Linked DNA regions of Mus musculus: regions 2, 3 and 4 are each linked to region 1. The links are chromatin contacts, called in public promoter capture Hi-C maps. All regions are on one chromosome and are shown on one strand. The core of a region is the stretch at or near the end of the contact, and the rest is flanking DNA. Distances in the headings are between cores, read along the strand shown.

Region 1 (3,421 bases), core at 535-3,034:
CAACACTGATGTGGCGTGGCGTGGCGTGGCCTGGGGGAAAGGACCAAAAACTCCAACAAAAGAGCCAGAAGCAGAGAAGGACAGCCCTAGAGGCAGGCATCTGGGTGGGCCCTGGCAGGCGCAGCACAAGAGCCCACCACAGAGTCTCAGGGCCCTTGCATAGTGACATACTCACCACCCTCAGCATCTCAGGGCCCCACACAGGATTTAGAGAAAGTGTTACTCTGTCCCACCCAGACTGGAGTCTTCCAGAGTATTCCAAGCTACACGTCCTGGATATATGGCTTGAGGCTTGGCAGAGTCGCCGCCTTCGGGGGCAAAGAAGACTCAGGCCAGAACCCAGAGGCAAAGTGTTGATGCTGTCCCGGTGTGTGGAGCGCAGAGGATGAGCAGGCAGGGAGGGAGTCCTCAGAGGTAGACATTGAGGGTTTGCAGGATGCTGCGGCGGCAGAGCGGGCAGTTGCGATGGTAAACAGGGTGGCGCATGAGGATCTCAGTGCAAGCCTGGCACAGGCACAGGTGCCGGCAGGGCAGAAGCAGCACCGTTTTGCTCTGGTCCTGGCAGATAACACACTTCTTCCGCTCTTCTTGCTCCTTCAACAGCTTCCATGGGTCCTGCCCAGCGGCAGGCTCGTCCTCGTTGAGTTGCTCTCGGCCTCTAGCTGGTGCAGTTCTGATGACCTCCTCTTCTGCTTCAGGAGGAGTGTCCTGTGGCTGGATCCTGGCTGAGAACACCCTCCTGGGGCCACCTTGGGGGGCTCCTGGTGCTCCTCCCCGATTTGGCCAGCTGGCCAGTTGTAGGCTGCGGCTCCAGACTCTGCGCCAAGCCTCCAGACCTAGTGGAAGGCGAGTCAGCCGTACGATATCCTCCCAAAGCCGGTGGTAAGATGGGCGGGCATGAAGCTGACTGAGAGCTTGAGTGGCCAGCCTCAGGGTTTGTTCTGGGTGCAACACAATCAAAATCACTGCCAGCACGCAAGCCAGCAACACCAATCCAGTGAGATGGAAAACCACACAGCTGGCCAGCAGGCGGGCGGCTGAGGCCAACAGCTCCAGTGCTAGCTGGCAGGGGGTCCACAGGAGAATGGCCATAGCCACTGCACTGCTGGAGATGTGAGCGAGGAAAGCAGCCACCACGTCTGTCATCCTCCAAAGAGGCCCCGTTACAGCATCCCACAGGGCCAGCACCAGGGAGAAGAAGTTCTGAGTGCTGATGAGGCAGATGTTGACTAGACTGTTGATCACATAGGCCACCAGGCTCATGGCAATAGCACATATGTCACAGGCCTGGCGCAGCAAAGCATGGCCATTGGAGACCATGTTCAGGATGCCCCGATTCAGGAATTCCCGGCTCCTCAGAGCTCCGTGGGAGGCCAAGTGCCCCAGTAGCTTTAAGCTCTCCAAGCCAGAGTAGCAGCTATAGAGGAGCGTCCCCAAGGCCTGCAGTCCCCCGAAGGTAAATCGGACCACAGCTTCAACTAAGGCCAGCAAAGAAAGCAGGAATCCTCGACCCAAGTGCAGAAGACTGGTAAGTACCGTGTGTGGCAGATTGTAGATGAAGGCCAAAAGCCAGGCCAGGGTAGCCAGGAGGGAGGACACGAGCAGGAAGTTGAGATCCAACATCAAGGTCAGCAAGTCCAGCACCAGGCCCACCCCATTCACCACCAGGTAGACAGCCTCCATGATAGGGCTGCGAAGTTCAGGACAAAAGGAAGGCTGGCTCCTCAGGGAAGGCGGTGTCAAGGTTGCCACTATTGTGGCGAGATCGGAGTGAATTTGGAAGGGATGCGAACGTCTAACCAAGGAAGAAGCAAGGGCTACAGAAGTGGGCTTCAGGGAAGACTTTTACAGAAGGGAACGGCGTCCCGGCTTGGAAGGCGGAATGTTCGGGAGCGAAGAGGTGAAACATCTCTAAAGTGACAGCGAGCCTGGACCGGAGGAAGCACCTCAGCGTTAGGAGCCTGGAGCGGTAAACACGACAGGGCCACGGGTCAGACCGGGAGGAGACCCGCAAGGATGGGACGGAGTCGGGAAGGGCCGGGTCGGGGCCGGGTGGGGGCGGCGCAGGCTGGGCGCGGGCTCGCGGTCCAGCCACGCAAGTGCCCCTGTCCCCGCCCGGCCCCTGTCCTCCCGCTCGCGGCGAGTGGCACCCAAAGGGAGAGCGGGACGGAAAGTCAGCCTCGGCAAATCCCGAGCGCGGCCTCGACTCCACTGGGCGCCGCCATCTTGTTTGCGAAGGGACGTGGCAAGCAGGGGGCGGGACTATAGCCTGTGGCCAATCAGTGAGGGGCAATGGGCAGAAATGTCGACAAACCATTGGTGGTTTTGAATGGCGCCCAAAGACAGTTTCCAATGAGAGGGGTGGAAATGTGTTTATAAAGCGCCCCCTCCTCTTTGAAGTGGTGATAGGTCCGTTAGCATGTCGGTATAATTTTCCCTCCCTGTCCCGCTCCGCCCCTTAAAGAGCCAGAGCCACACTTTAATGAGGCTGCCTTTAAGTGTTGTGGCCCCAACTCCACCTGCTCCCGATCCTGCGTGCATTCTTGGAGCTCTGGGCTAGGCTCTGAGATAGTACCTCCTCCGCGTACGCTGGGACCCCCGCCTCATCTCATTCATTCATTCATTCATTATTTATTTATTTATTTATTTATTTATTTTTGGGTTTTCGAGACAGGGTTTCTCTGTGTAGCCCTAGCTGGCCTGGAACTCACTCTGTAGACCAGGCTGGCCTCGAACTCAGAAATCCGCCTGCCTCTGCCTCCCAAAGGCATGCACCACCATGTCCGGCTCATCATTTATTTTTTATCATTTATTAAGCACTTAACATGCCTTGGAAATACAACCCTTTTTAAGATTATCGTCTTATCTCAAGCTATTCACAAAGTGAAAAAGATTGTTAAAGGAGATCTGTTGTCATTGAGAAAAGGAGCCACAGAATGAAGGAGCTCTGCTTTCTACCTTGACCCCTATCAACATGTAGGCCATCTGTAACCCATACATCAAGAGCTCCAGTGTTTTCTACTTACCCGGAGGTCTCTCGGGTGACTATCATACTTGTTAGCCTTAATTGTCAACTTGGCACAGCCTGGAATCATGTGAGAGAAACCTCAATTTAAGGGATTGCCCAGGTGGGTTTGGTCTGTAAATTTGTCTGTGAAGGATTCTTTTGTTAATTGACAGAGGAGGACCCAGCCAACTCTGGGTAGCAACATTACCTAGGCAGAGGGGTCCTGGACTGTGTAAGAAGAAAGCTTGTGGAGAGTGACCCAGGAACTGTACCAGCTAGCTAGCTAGCCTCAGCCTCCATGGTTGGCAAAGGTAATGTGTAACTCCAGGCGCCTGCCATGACTTTCTGCCCCAGCCTCCCTCAGACATGTACTGTGACCTGAAGGTAAGATAGACAAACCTTTTCCTCCCCGCA
Region 2 (3,421 bases), core at 419-2,918, 690 kb after region 1:
GGCTCAGTGGAAGCAGAGGCAGGGGGATTTCCAGTTTGGGGCTGCTCTTGGATAAATAGTAAGACTGTCTAAAATTTTAAAACCTGGGCTGGGAATATAGCTCAGTTGGTAGAGTGCTTGCCGATCATGAGAAAGGTCCTGGGTTCGGTCCTCATACCACATACCCTATGGTCTCTGCACTGGGGAGGCAGAAGCAAGAAGATCAGAAGCTCAAAGTCACCCCTGGAAAAAGTCTCAAAGCATAAAAATAAAAAGAGTAGAGAGCCAGACAAAGGTCTAAATTTGCATCCTGGACCTACTTCTTAATTGTTGGGCAATTAAATCTCAAAATGTTGGGCAGCTGCTTAACTTGTGCCTCAATTTCTCATTTGTAAAATAGGGATGAAAATAGAAATTCTCTCATATCGTGTTTATGAATGTCCTGTTAAAGCTAAATGTGTCATGCGTATGAGTAATCTCAGCACTCTAGAGGCCGAGGCAGGGGATTGGCAAGTTTGAGTCCAGCCTAGGCAATGTAGTAAGACTGTCTCAGGGATACTTACATTGCACATTGAGGATGACAGAGGCATTGGCTGGCCGGCCACTCCCTGGGTCCTGCAGGGAGCAGTTAAGCTCATGTTGGGAGCGCTGGGCAGTAACAGTGAAAGTGCTGGTTCCTCCAGAGAAGGCGTCCCCACCCACACTCAGCAGTCGGGAGGTGGTGGCCTCCTGTAGCTGTCCATCCAGGTACCAGGCTAATCGGGGAGTGGCAGAACCTCCTGCAACCCGACAGGTGAAGGCATGGTGCTCATTCTCCCTAAGCGCTCTCTCAGCCCAGGTCTGACCATCAATTTGCGGCGCCAGCTCCCCTTGACCTGGAACACAGCAGGCAGCCGCTGGGAGGCACTTGGAGAGACCACAGTGAGGTTCAGTTACAGAGAGGCAGCAGGCCAAGAGACAGGGCAGCTGGTTTCTCTGACCAGGATCTGCATAGACTTATGGTAGGGAAGTAGGGATAGGGGAACCCAGCCCTGGAGACTGGAGTGGGTATCGTGAGAGGAGATGCAAGCAAGGAGGGTTTGGCCAAAGGATGAACTGGGGTATACCTGAACTTAAGAGGGCAGGAAGGAGCAGCAGTGTGTGCCGGAGGGTAGCTTGGCTTAGAGGCAATTCCATGGTGATCAGGGACCGGCCTCCAGGCTGCTGAGAGAAGAGTACCAGCCATGTAGGCCTAACAATTCCTGCAATAATTTACCATGCACTGATGTAGACTGGCCCACAGTGGCCAAGACACCGGCACAAATAGACACAATCAGCAAGACCCAAAGGAAGAGACCCTATGGCAACACTTCGTCTCTGTGCGGGCATAGAGGCCAGCACTGACAGTAGATGACCACAGACAGACAGACAGACAGACAGACATGCACAGGCGCCCTTCCCCTTCCCCCCCAAACGATCGTCCTTCTCTTGACCCGGTTCACTCCTCGCTGGCCTTGGCTCTCCCTCCCATATCTCGCCATGCACCGCTTTTCCAATCTCGGCTGCTCAGGTGGACTTGGGCCTAGCAAGAGAGCGTCGCGGATCCGAGGGTCGCTGGAGCATCCTGCTTTCGGGTCAGCTCACCTGGCTCCCTCCCAGAGTGAGCCCCAGCAATTGCTCAAGAAGGCTGAGCACCGCAGTCCGCTGCAAGGGCGGGGCCCGCGCCAGGCAGGACCAATCGCTGCCCGAGCAAGGGCAGGTGGCCGTTCCAGCCCCGCCCTGTCCCGCCTCCTCCCTACCCCCGCCAAGGCCTCCACCGTGAGGCTGGTTAGTAAGCAGGCGGACACAGAGCAGACGCAGTCCGAGAGTCCCGGAAGTTTTATTGGGTCCTGGTTGGGTCAGGGTCCCCCTCTCCATCATTCGGCCGGCCACGCTCAGCGCCCGTTGCTGGGCGCGCGCAGCTGCCCCATCATGTCGGCCAGCATGCGGTTGCACAGCGCGGCGTACGGGTTGAGCAGCACTAGCTGGCGCCGTGCGAACGGGCTGCCCAGTCGCGCAGCCTTCTCGAAGTCCCTGCGGGCGTCGTCGTCCCGGCCCTGAAATCTCGCCAGTAGCCCGCTCTGCACGAAGCTCTGGCGGGCGGCGCGACCCCGGCCGCCGCTCAATGTCACCGCGCGCTCCAAGTCCTCCAGGGCGCCTGCGGGCGGACAGGGAGAGGGCGGCGCAGGTCAGCCGGGTGTGGGCAACCGAGCCCCCGCCCACCTGCCGAGCAGAGCAGCCCATCCCCTCCTTCGTGCAGCAGACTTTTGAACCACGAGGGATTATTTCTAACCCGAGATGAAGGGTTGCTACAATTGGCTTGTGGGCCGCCCACGGGCAGAGCTGAGATCAAAGTCCAAGGCTCTCCTTGGCCTTGTTCCTGGTATGTCCTAACATTAATGCACCCAAACGTGAATGTTTTCTAGAGGATCTGGCCACTGTGTTAGTGAATCCATCAATTATCAAATAGTCGTAGTTCACACAAGTGGAGCCTAGCACCTACTGTGTGTTTGGTGGCCCACTTTGAACCCTAGAGTTCAAGAAATCTCATTAGCTAACAGAACTGTTTCCTCTTTTCCAATGCAGACTACGAAAGCGGCACGTTCCCCATTTTTCTCCTTCATTATCTCCACGGTCTTCATTACTCTGTATCTTATTTCATTGGAAGAAGGTCGTGGAGCCAGAGCTGGCTGCACTGTTTTATTTTCGTGATTCTCAGAGGAACGTACTTGGATTGAGTTTCAGAACTCATCCCGGAACCTCAGGCAGCCAGCTTAGGGTTTCTGTTAGGTCCACGGGCTGCTTTCTTTGGACCCTGCCTCTATTCATAGTCTCCAGTTTCCTAAAGAGGCTGCCAGGGCCCTTGCATTGCTCAGCACCATCGTGGAGAAAGGCTGAGTTTCCCTCAGAGGTCCAGGTTGGGACTGCAGACTGAGCAGCTCTGGGACCAGCTCAGTTTCCCTCTTCACAGCTAGTCTGCAGGAATCCAAGCCTCTACAAGTGGAGTTACCTCTGCATCTCCAGGCTTTCCATCTGTAGGTTGTCAACAACAACCTATGGCAGACAAGCCTCCTGTCATTAGGATGAGGTCCAAATTCTCCAGTTTAGGTTCTAGGAACACCCCACCAGCTAGTCTTACCTATGGCCTGGTCTCCAACTCCTAGTCCTATTCCCTCTATCCTATGATCCCCATTCCAGCTACAGAAACTGAATACACCAGGTTTGATCCAGATACCTTCCCTGCCCAGGCCAAATCCCTGAGTGACAACCACCTTCTCATCTGACACTTGTAGTTTGTCACTCCTGGATCTCGGTCCACCTCCGCAGGGCTCAGCTTTCCACCCATCCCTGGGGCCCGCTCCACCCTGGAGAGTGCAAGCTTCCCAGACGGATGGATGCATTCTCTCTAGGCCCCTGGCGTCTG
Region 3 (3,421 bases), core at 501-3,000, 650 kb after region 1:
CTGCCTGCCTCTGCCTCCCTAGTGCTGGAATTAAAGACATGTACCACCAAGTCTGACATATTCCTCCATTATCAACGAATTTAAAATATTAAAAGTTCCAAGAACATTTTAACAAACTAGATTTTGGTAAAGGTTATCTGGACTTTTGTTTCCATAAGGTTCTAATGTTAGTTTTAAAATTACACACTCTAACATAAACTATGAACACTCCCTAAAACGTAAAAGAGTAGGTGCACACCTTTAATTCTAGTGATGGGAAGCCTGGTCAATAGAATGAGTTTCAGAACAGCCAGGTCAGCATAGTGAGAAACCTTTTCTCTAAAACTAAAAAAAATGGAGGCTAGAGGTATGGCTCAGCAGTTAAGAGTACTTCTTGTTCTTGCATAGGACGTAGGTTAGAATCCCTGTACCACAGGGAGGCTGATAAGTGTCCATAACTATAGTTCTAGGGAATCCAATACCATCTTCAGGTATTGCACAGACACACAACTTCATATACATAAAATAAAAACATCTTAAAATATAAAAGAAAAAACATACACAATAACAACAACAACATCAACTCATGGAATTGGGGCTCAGGGTCGGTATATGAGGTTTTGGAAATTTTATGTCTAATACCAAATTTTGGGAGGCAAGCCTACTTGATGTAAATTTTATACACCTGAGGCTGGAAAAGAAACTTTCTGTGGTTTAAAGACCAAACATGAATTTCTCCTCTAACCAAATTCTTATCAAAAGAGTTGTTAGTAGAACTTAATAGGACAAGTACCAAGAGAGTCAGTCATGTTACTTAGGTATGCTTTCAAAGCACCTTTAAAAATTCTTCAAAAGTTACTAGATCTAAGGATCTCCTCTTATTCCCGAATATTCAGATTTCAGTCGATTAAGGAGGATCTGGTGGAGTTAATTCTGCTTTCTCCTACCCTCACCTACAAATAACCTCTCCTATCTTGGTAACAGATGAGTTCATAGAGAAATAAGCTCCGCTGGCATCAGAGTCCCCAAGCACAGCCCACCTCTCCTATTCCACATAACAGCTGTGATTACAGTAAGCCACACTCCTGTCACTCCACCAAAACGGTCGGTCCCTTAAAGACAGAAACCCTGTGCTGTCACTCCGTTTCTCTACGTTCTATATACACTCTGCACCAGCCTCGCTGCCAAAGACACGTACGCGCTACCCTAGCACAGGGTAGCTACGGGGACACCGGGGTCCCTCAAACGGGCGCCCGAAGTTACCATTTCCGCACTGCCTCTACTTCCCCCTTTCAATTAAGAGGTGGAGGAGGGAGAAGAAAAGCTTTGAGGCGTGGTGACAAGAGGACGAAAAGCGGCGGACAGGCCCAGCCTCCAGCCCTGCGGTTCCGGAGCTCGCAGGGAACCGGCGGGACCTGAGGACGGAAGACCCGCGCGACAACCACCAGCCCGAGTGGCGGGCGGGCGGACGTGGCGGCGCTGCCGGCGGAGGCTAGGTGGGCGCGGCAGCTTTCGCTCTAGGACTCCGGGAGGCCGTGCCAAGCCTGGGCCGACAGCAGGGCTCCGGGCGCGGCTCCTGCGGTCCCGGCCCAGCCGGCGAGGACGTGGCGAGGGAACCCGGCTCGGCGCTTACCATGGTGAGGCCGCAGGTGGGGCGCGCTGCGCCGCGCTCTGGCTCTGCGGGGACTCGGGCTGCTGCCCAGAGACGCGGAGCTCTGGCCGCTCCGGACCTGCCGCCCCTGACAGGAGCCTCCGCCGCTTCGCCTCTTGCCAAGATGGCGGCCCCAAGCCACGTCTCCAACCGGAAACGGCGCGGGTCAAAGGGCGGGGGGCGGGGCCAGTAAGCTCCGAAGCCAGGAAACTCAGACCCCTGTTAGCCCAGGATTTGCAGGTTTGGCTAGAATTGTGGAGCGTCATTCCTCTGTCCTTTCTTTCTCTTCGCCTGCGTTTATTTGGTGCTGCTTCTTTTTTTTTTTTTTTTTTTTTTTTTTTTAAAGATTTATTTATTATTATATGTAAGTACACTGTAGCTGTCTTCAGACACTCCAGAAGAGGGAGTCAGATCTCGTTACGGATGGTTGTGAGCCACCATGTGGTTGCTGGGATTTGAACTCCGGACCTTCGGAAGAGCAGTCGGGTGCTCTTACCCACTGAGCCATCTCACCAGCCCTTGGTGCTGCTTCTTAAAGTTCGTAAAAACACTCAATGGAATATATAAAATAATCTGTGACCATGAGGAACTAGTATCCTGAATACATAACGTCTAGAACTCCCGTAATAAAGCCGGCATGGTGTCCCCTCACCTGTAATCAATTCCAGGTAAATTAGGAAACTGAGGAGGAAGACCAAAAATTGTCCAGCCGGGCACACGCCTTTAATCCCAGTACTCGGGAGCCAGGGGCAGGACGATCTCTGTAAATTTGAAGCCAGCCTGGTCTACAAAACAAGTCTGGGATAGCCAGAGAGAGCTACACAGAGAAACCCTGTCTTGAGAAGCAAAGCACTAATAAAATACTGACACATACAACATAGATTAGCCTTGAAAACAGGTGTAAAGAAACAGATGCAAAGGCCACTATTTGTTTGCAATGACTAAACCAGGGATATCTGTGAAATTAGAAAGCTTATAAGTGATTTATCGGAGTTCCAGAAGACTAGGACATAGCGGCTAGTGCATTATGTTTGGAATGTAAGTGCCATGGAATTACCCAGAGGCAGATATCCTGAAAGCCACTGAACTGTACGGTTTATCTTCAATATGTAATTATTTTATTTTTAAATCCTATGTGTGTTCAGACATGTGCCTGCGAATGCAGGCGCTGCCTGATATGGGTGCTGGGAATCGAACTGGGGCTTTTTGAAACAGCAACGGATACTCTTGACTGCTGAACCCCCTCTCCAGTCCTGAACTGTATACTTCAAAGGGCTGGGGTTTTTTGTTTGTTTGTTTGTTTGTTTGTTTTAGGGTCCTGAGAGATAGCTCAGCAGTTAAAATCCTATATTGCTCTTGCAGATTTGGTTTTCTCCTGCCTCAAAAAAGAAAGAAAAGAAAATGTATGTTCACAAGTGTCCTTGGTCAGGCGCGCCTTAGAGGCTGTATAACAGAAGTAAAAACAAACGAGGAATCAGCGCGACCTGTGCTTAAATTCTTTTCAGTACTCAAGGCCTTAGTCGTTAGTTAACTCACTACACCTCTCTAAGCCTGTTATTACTCTTTAAACTGGTGGGAGCACATACTTCATAAATTTATAGAGTTAGATAATAGAAAATAAATTAGACTGTATAAGCTAAGTGTTCCACCACAGTAACTGCTCAACAATTTATACTTGTTATTATGGACATAGCATCACAAAGATAAAACCAAAAATAGCAATTCTACTCAAAACATATTTTTGAGGCAGTTTTACTTCCTATACCTGCCTGACCTAGAACTCACTATGTA
Region 4 (3,421 bases), core at 514-3,013, 560 kb after region 1:
GAGTCAGTTAAACTTGCTCTTCTCTTCTTTTCCTAACTTCCCTCCAGTGATTAACTAGAATGTTTAACAAGGTAGATTCGGTCTGTCCAATGTCCAAAGATGTCGTCAGTCCAAGTCCAAGAACATAGAATGAGGTAACCAACACCAACAAACACAGAGAAAGACAATCAACACACAGTTCATCCCTTTCATGGTCACAGTTACAGACAGTTCGTCCCTTCCATGGACGCAGAGCAGAGTTGCTTGGCTGGCTCCAGCCTCACCAAGACAAACCAGGCGTCCCTGCCAGTACAGCAGGAGCCAGATTATAGGAAGACTCAGCTCCTGCCAATACTGTCTTGCTGTTTCCAGAAGGAGTGGAGCCCTCCCAGTTCCCTTCAGGGTCTCTGGAGTATCCCCCAAATTCCCAGCAGTCTCAATGTTAAGGCACGTCTGTCAGCTGCACTTAACCACCCCAGATACCATAAACTCTCCAAGCCCCCGACACTTGCAAGCAAACCAAAAGTTCAAACAGACTTACAGACTCAGACTTTGACAAACAGCAAGGCAAACAAGAAAGAACCTTGGTACCTGCTCGAGACCTCTGATTCACGGCTCTCTGGTGTGTCCTCACAGGAGGTCGAATTCCCAGCCCATGCACCAAATGTAAGACTCTAACGAGCCTTAGCTTACCTGGGACCCCTACCCCTGCCACAGTGAACAACTTGGAGCTAGGGATCGATGCAAAAGCAAGAGGAATTTATTGTTCCAGTACACTGGGGTCTTCCTGCACCTGAAGGAAAGGCAGCAACCTTGGGCAGCCCGTTTGGCCAGTTTTTATACAGCTTTCAGAGGTAGAATAGAGCAACAGCCACTAGGCACAACGTGATTGGTAGAACAGTGTGACTTTTAAACTGATTGGTCCTTAGGGAATGGGGTGGCAAGGGCTTTCCTTGTCTGTGGGGGCAGCCAATGGTCTGTCTTTGTACTCTGGGCTTCCCTTATCTGCAGGTGGTCAGTGGTTAGTCCCTGCTGTGGTCTGAGGAATGGGGTGCCTGTGTGCTCTATGAACTTTCTCTTCCAGGAGGGGAGGGGTCTGGTGGAATTTGTCAAAGTTCCTGAGCTGACCTCTTCACAGCAAATGTTCTTAACCTCTGAGCCATTTCACCAGCTCCTTGGCAAAACCTCTTCACTAACTGGTGCCAAAATGTCCCTCCAGCCTGTCACACAACTTTTGCACCAAGTCTCTGGATGTCTCATGTGATGGCATGGCCTCCTGACTATTCCTCAGGACTCAGTGCAGACATCATCTTATGGTGGGGCTTCCTGATCCATCCCCGAGAGGTTGTCCTGTGTCCTCACAGGGTCTCCTGTAGATAACAGGGAGTTTGATAAAGCTTTGGAGAAGACTTGAGCCATTCTGTTTTAAGTGATAAAGAAATGGTCCCTTCTGGCATTAGAGACTAGGGAGCCACACACAGACTCAGTGTCTAAATCATACTTGGGTGACCTCAGTTGTGGCCCTGGCCCTTGGGTGCCCACCCATATAACTCTGAGCAAAGTCCCTGAGCATGTAATACCAGTTAGAATTGAGAAATGGAAGAAAGTGGCTGATGGGGTAGTGAGCACTGTAGCTGGAGGGCAGAAGTGGTAAGCAGTCCACAAGAAGTTGAAACACACATCTCCCCCCTCAGGTGGCCACACCTCATAGCCTGGACTTTGGCTGACCTGGGTAGGCAAGTGAGGCAGGCCGTGTTCAGCAAGCCAGAGGTGCCAGGGTTTGCTCATTCCGTTCTAGGCACCGTGCCCAGGATGACCTGGGAGCTGCACCTGCTGCTTCTGCTGGGGCTGGGACTTAGGTCCCAGGAGGCCCTGCCACCACCCTGTGAGAGGTAGGGAGGTGGAGAAGCTGTGTGTGTGGGGGAAGACAAGGGTGGAAGGCTGGGATGAGAGCTTACCCTCTGAGGACCAGCCTCTCAGAGGATAAAGAAGGAAGAAACCAGGCTTGTAGGGGTAGAAGGACCAAAACCTGACACCAAACTCACTGTGTTGGAACGAGGTGGAACTTTGAGGCAGGCCTATGTATAATTCCAGAGCTGTTGACCAATGTCTGCCCTCCGTGCTGCTGACCAGAGCTCACCAGCCAAGCAGCTCCTTGGACCAAGCAGGGCTGTTCTCTTCACTGTTCTAGCAAAGCTTGCCTAGCTTAGCGTGAGGGGAGTCTAGGTCCTGTCAAGAACTTACACATAAGTTCAGCCTACCTTGCTGCTCTTTCTGTGTCCCAGGGCAAGTCAATCCTTTCTTCTGAGCCTCAGCTTCTACCAGCAAATACAAAGATGGGGGGGGGTCACTCTACTTCCTGGGTCTGGAACTGTCATTCTCTCTTCCACTCGGACTCATGGAACCCTCCCTCCACCAGTTCTTGCAAGAAGGGTAAAAACAAGGCCTAGGATGGTGAAGAACAAAGAGAAGGTAGGAGCTAAGTAAGCAAGGAGGAAGCAGAAGGGGGTGTCTCAGAGGATGCAATGGGCCGATGGAACGTGGAAGGAGCCATCTTGAAACAGAAGTAGGGAGCAGGGCAAAGGCTCTGAGGTGTCCTCCAAGGGTCACAAAGTCCCATGTGGCCTGGAAAGAAGCAGAACCAGGCTATGAGGTGGAGATAGCTCTAAGGAAAGGAGACCAAGCCCTGCGGACTTGGCAGGACTGGGCTGGGGCTGGGGGGTGGGGCTGAGGAGCCGATTAGGGATGCATGAAGACTGAGCTGTGACTTACTCACTGATGCCCAGGTGTGCAGTATGGAAGGATCTGGAATAATCCTCAGGACTTATTTGTTCACCAGTAGGCAGGACACAGAGTGGCTCTTCCATCCAGTCTCTTGTGTCCTGTTGGGCTATTTGCAGAGTGCCTACCATGAGTGCCGCTGTTTGTCCCTGAGAGCATGTCAGTAGTCCACTTGGACAGTCACACGTGTGCTTGTAGACTCTCTACAAAGAGAGTTACAGGACAGCTAGAGCTACACAGAGTCCCTGTCTCAAAAACAACAACAAAAACCCAAACAGCCACTGAAGGCACAGATGTATTAGGGTAGAGTCCAGGAGAGAAGAAACTCAAACTTCCAGCAGTCTTCTTCCAGAAGATGTGCCCAGAAAGTACCAACCAGGAGTCACCCCTGAGTCTTCATGTTGAGTTTCTTGAGATCCTTCACAGAGACCCCTGTAGGTCTCCAAAGATTAAGCTGACATTGGGTGGCCTATTGTCCCCATCACAAATGTCAGCGTTAGCCTAGGATAGCCAGCGTGCTCCAAGTTCCATCAGGCAGCATACTCTGATATCTTAACCCTGTTCCCTCAGGTGGCTCTGGGACTTGGCGACGTGGCCACCTGTGCGGCACCATTTTTTTGCTGTGTGCTGAGGAATCTGGTCTTCCTCCTGGGTTCATGGC

What was found. Promoter capture Hi-C pulls out the DNA fragments that hold promoters and counts their contacts.
Region 2: a promoter capture Hi-C map of pre-B cells shows a contact between it and region 1, with 4 times the contacts expected there. The contact joins the promoter of Tmem25 here to the promoter of Rnf26 in region 1. A contact is called at or near these places in 3 of 39 promoter capture datasets (hippocampal neurons, liver and pre-B cells) and 1 of 9 other capture datasets (liver).
Region 3: a promoter capture Hi-C map of pre-B cells shows a contact between it and region 1, with 3 times the contacts expected there. The contact joins the promoter of Arcn1 here to the promoter of Rnf26 in region 1. A contact is called at or near these places in 4 of 39 promoter capture datasets (cranial neural crest, erythroid cells, liver and 1 more) and 1 of 9 other capture datasets (liver).
Region 4: a promoter capture Hi-C map of 3T3-L1-derived adipocytes shows a contact between it and region 1, with 2.9 times the contacts expected there. The contact joins the promoter of Treh here to the promoter of Rnf26 in region 1. A contact is called at or near these places in 2 of 39 promoter capture datasets (3T3-L1-derived adipocytes and pre-B cells) and 1 of 9 other capture datasets (liver).

What each region holds. Positions count from the first base shown.
Region 1 is chr9:44,111,267-44,114,687 of GRCm38.p6, forward strand. It overlaps Rnf26 (ring finger protein 26), which reads right to left and starts at 1,785. Exons shown (of 1, transcript NM_153762.3): 1 at 1-1,785. The coding sequence starts at 1,683. The coding sequence ends at 409.
Region 2 is chr9:44,797,579-44,800,999 of GRCm38.p6, forward strand. It overlaps Tmem25 (transmembrane protein 25), which reads right to left and starts at 1,669. Exons shown (of 8, transcript NM_001357385.1): 1 at 1,086-1,669; 2 at 543-854. The coding sequence starts at 1,155. It overlaps Ttc36 (tetratricopeptide repeat domain 36), which reads right to left. Exons shown (of 3, transcript NM_138951.1): 3 at 1,822-2,155. The coding sequence ends at 1,893.
Region 3 is chr9:44,766,058-44,769,478 of GRCm38.p6, forward strand. It overlaps Arcn1 (archain 1), which reads right to left and starts at 1,751. Exons shown (of 10, transcript NM_145985.4): 1 at 1,613-1,751. The coding sequence starts at 1,615.
Region 4 is chr9:44,671,470-44,674,890 of GRCm38.p6, forward strand. It overlaps Treh (trehalase (brush-border membrane glycoprotein)), which reads left to right and starts at 1,764. Exons shown (of 15, transcript NM_021481.3): 1 at 1,764-1,871. The coding sequence starts at 1,792. BC049987 (cDNA sequence BC049987) reads right to left here and starts at 791. Exons shown (of 2, transcript NR_165440.1): 1 at 673-791.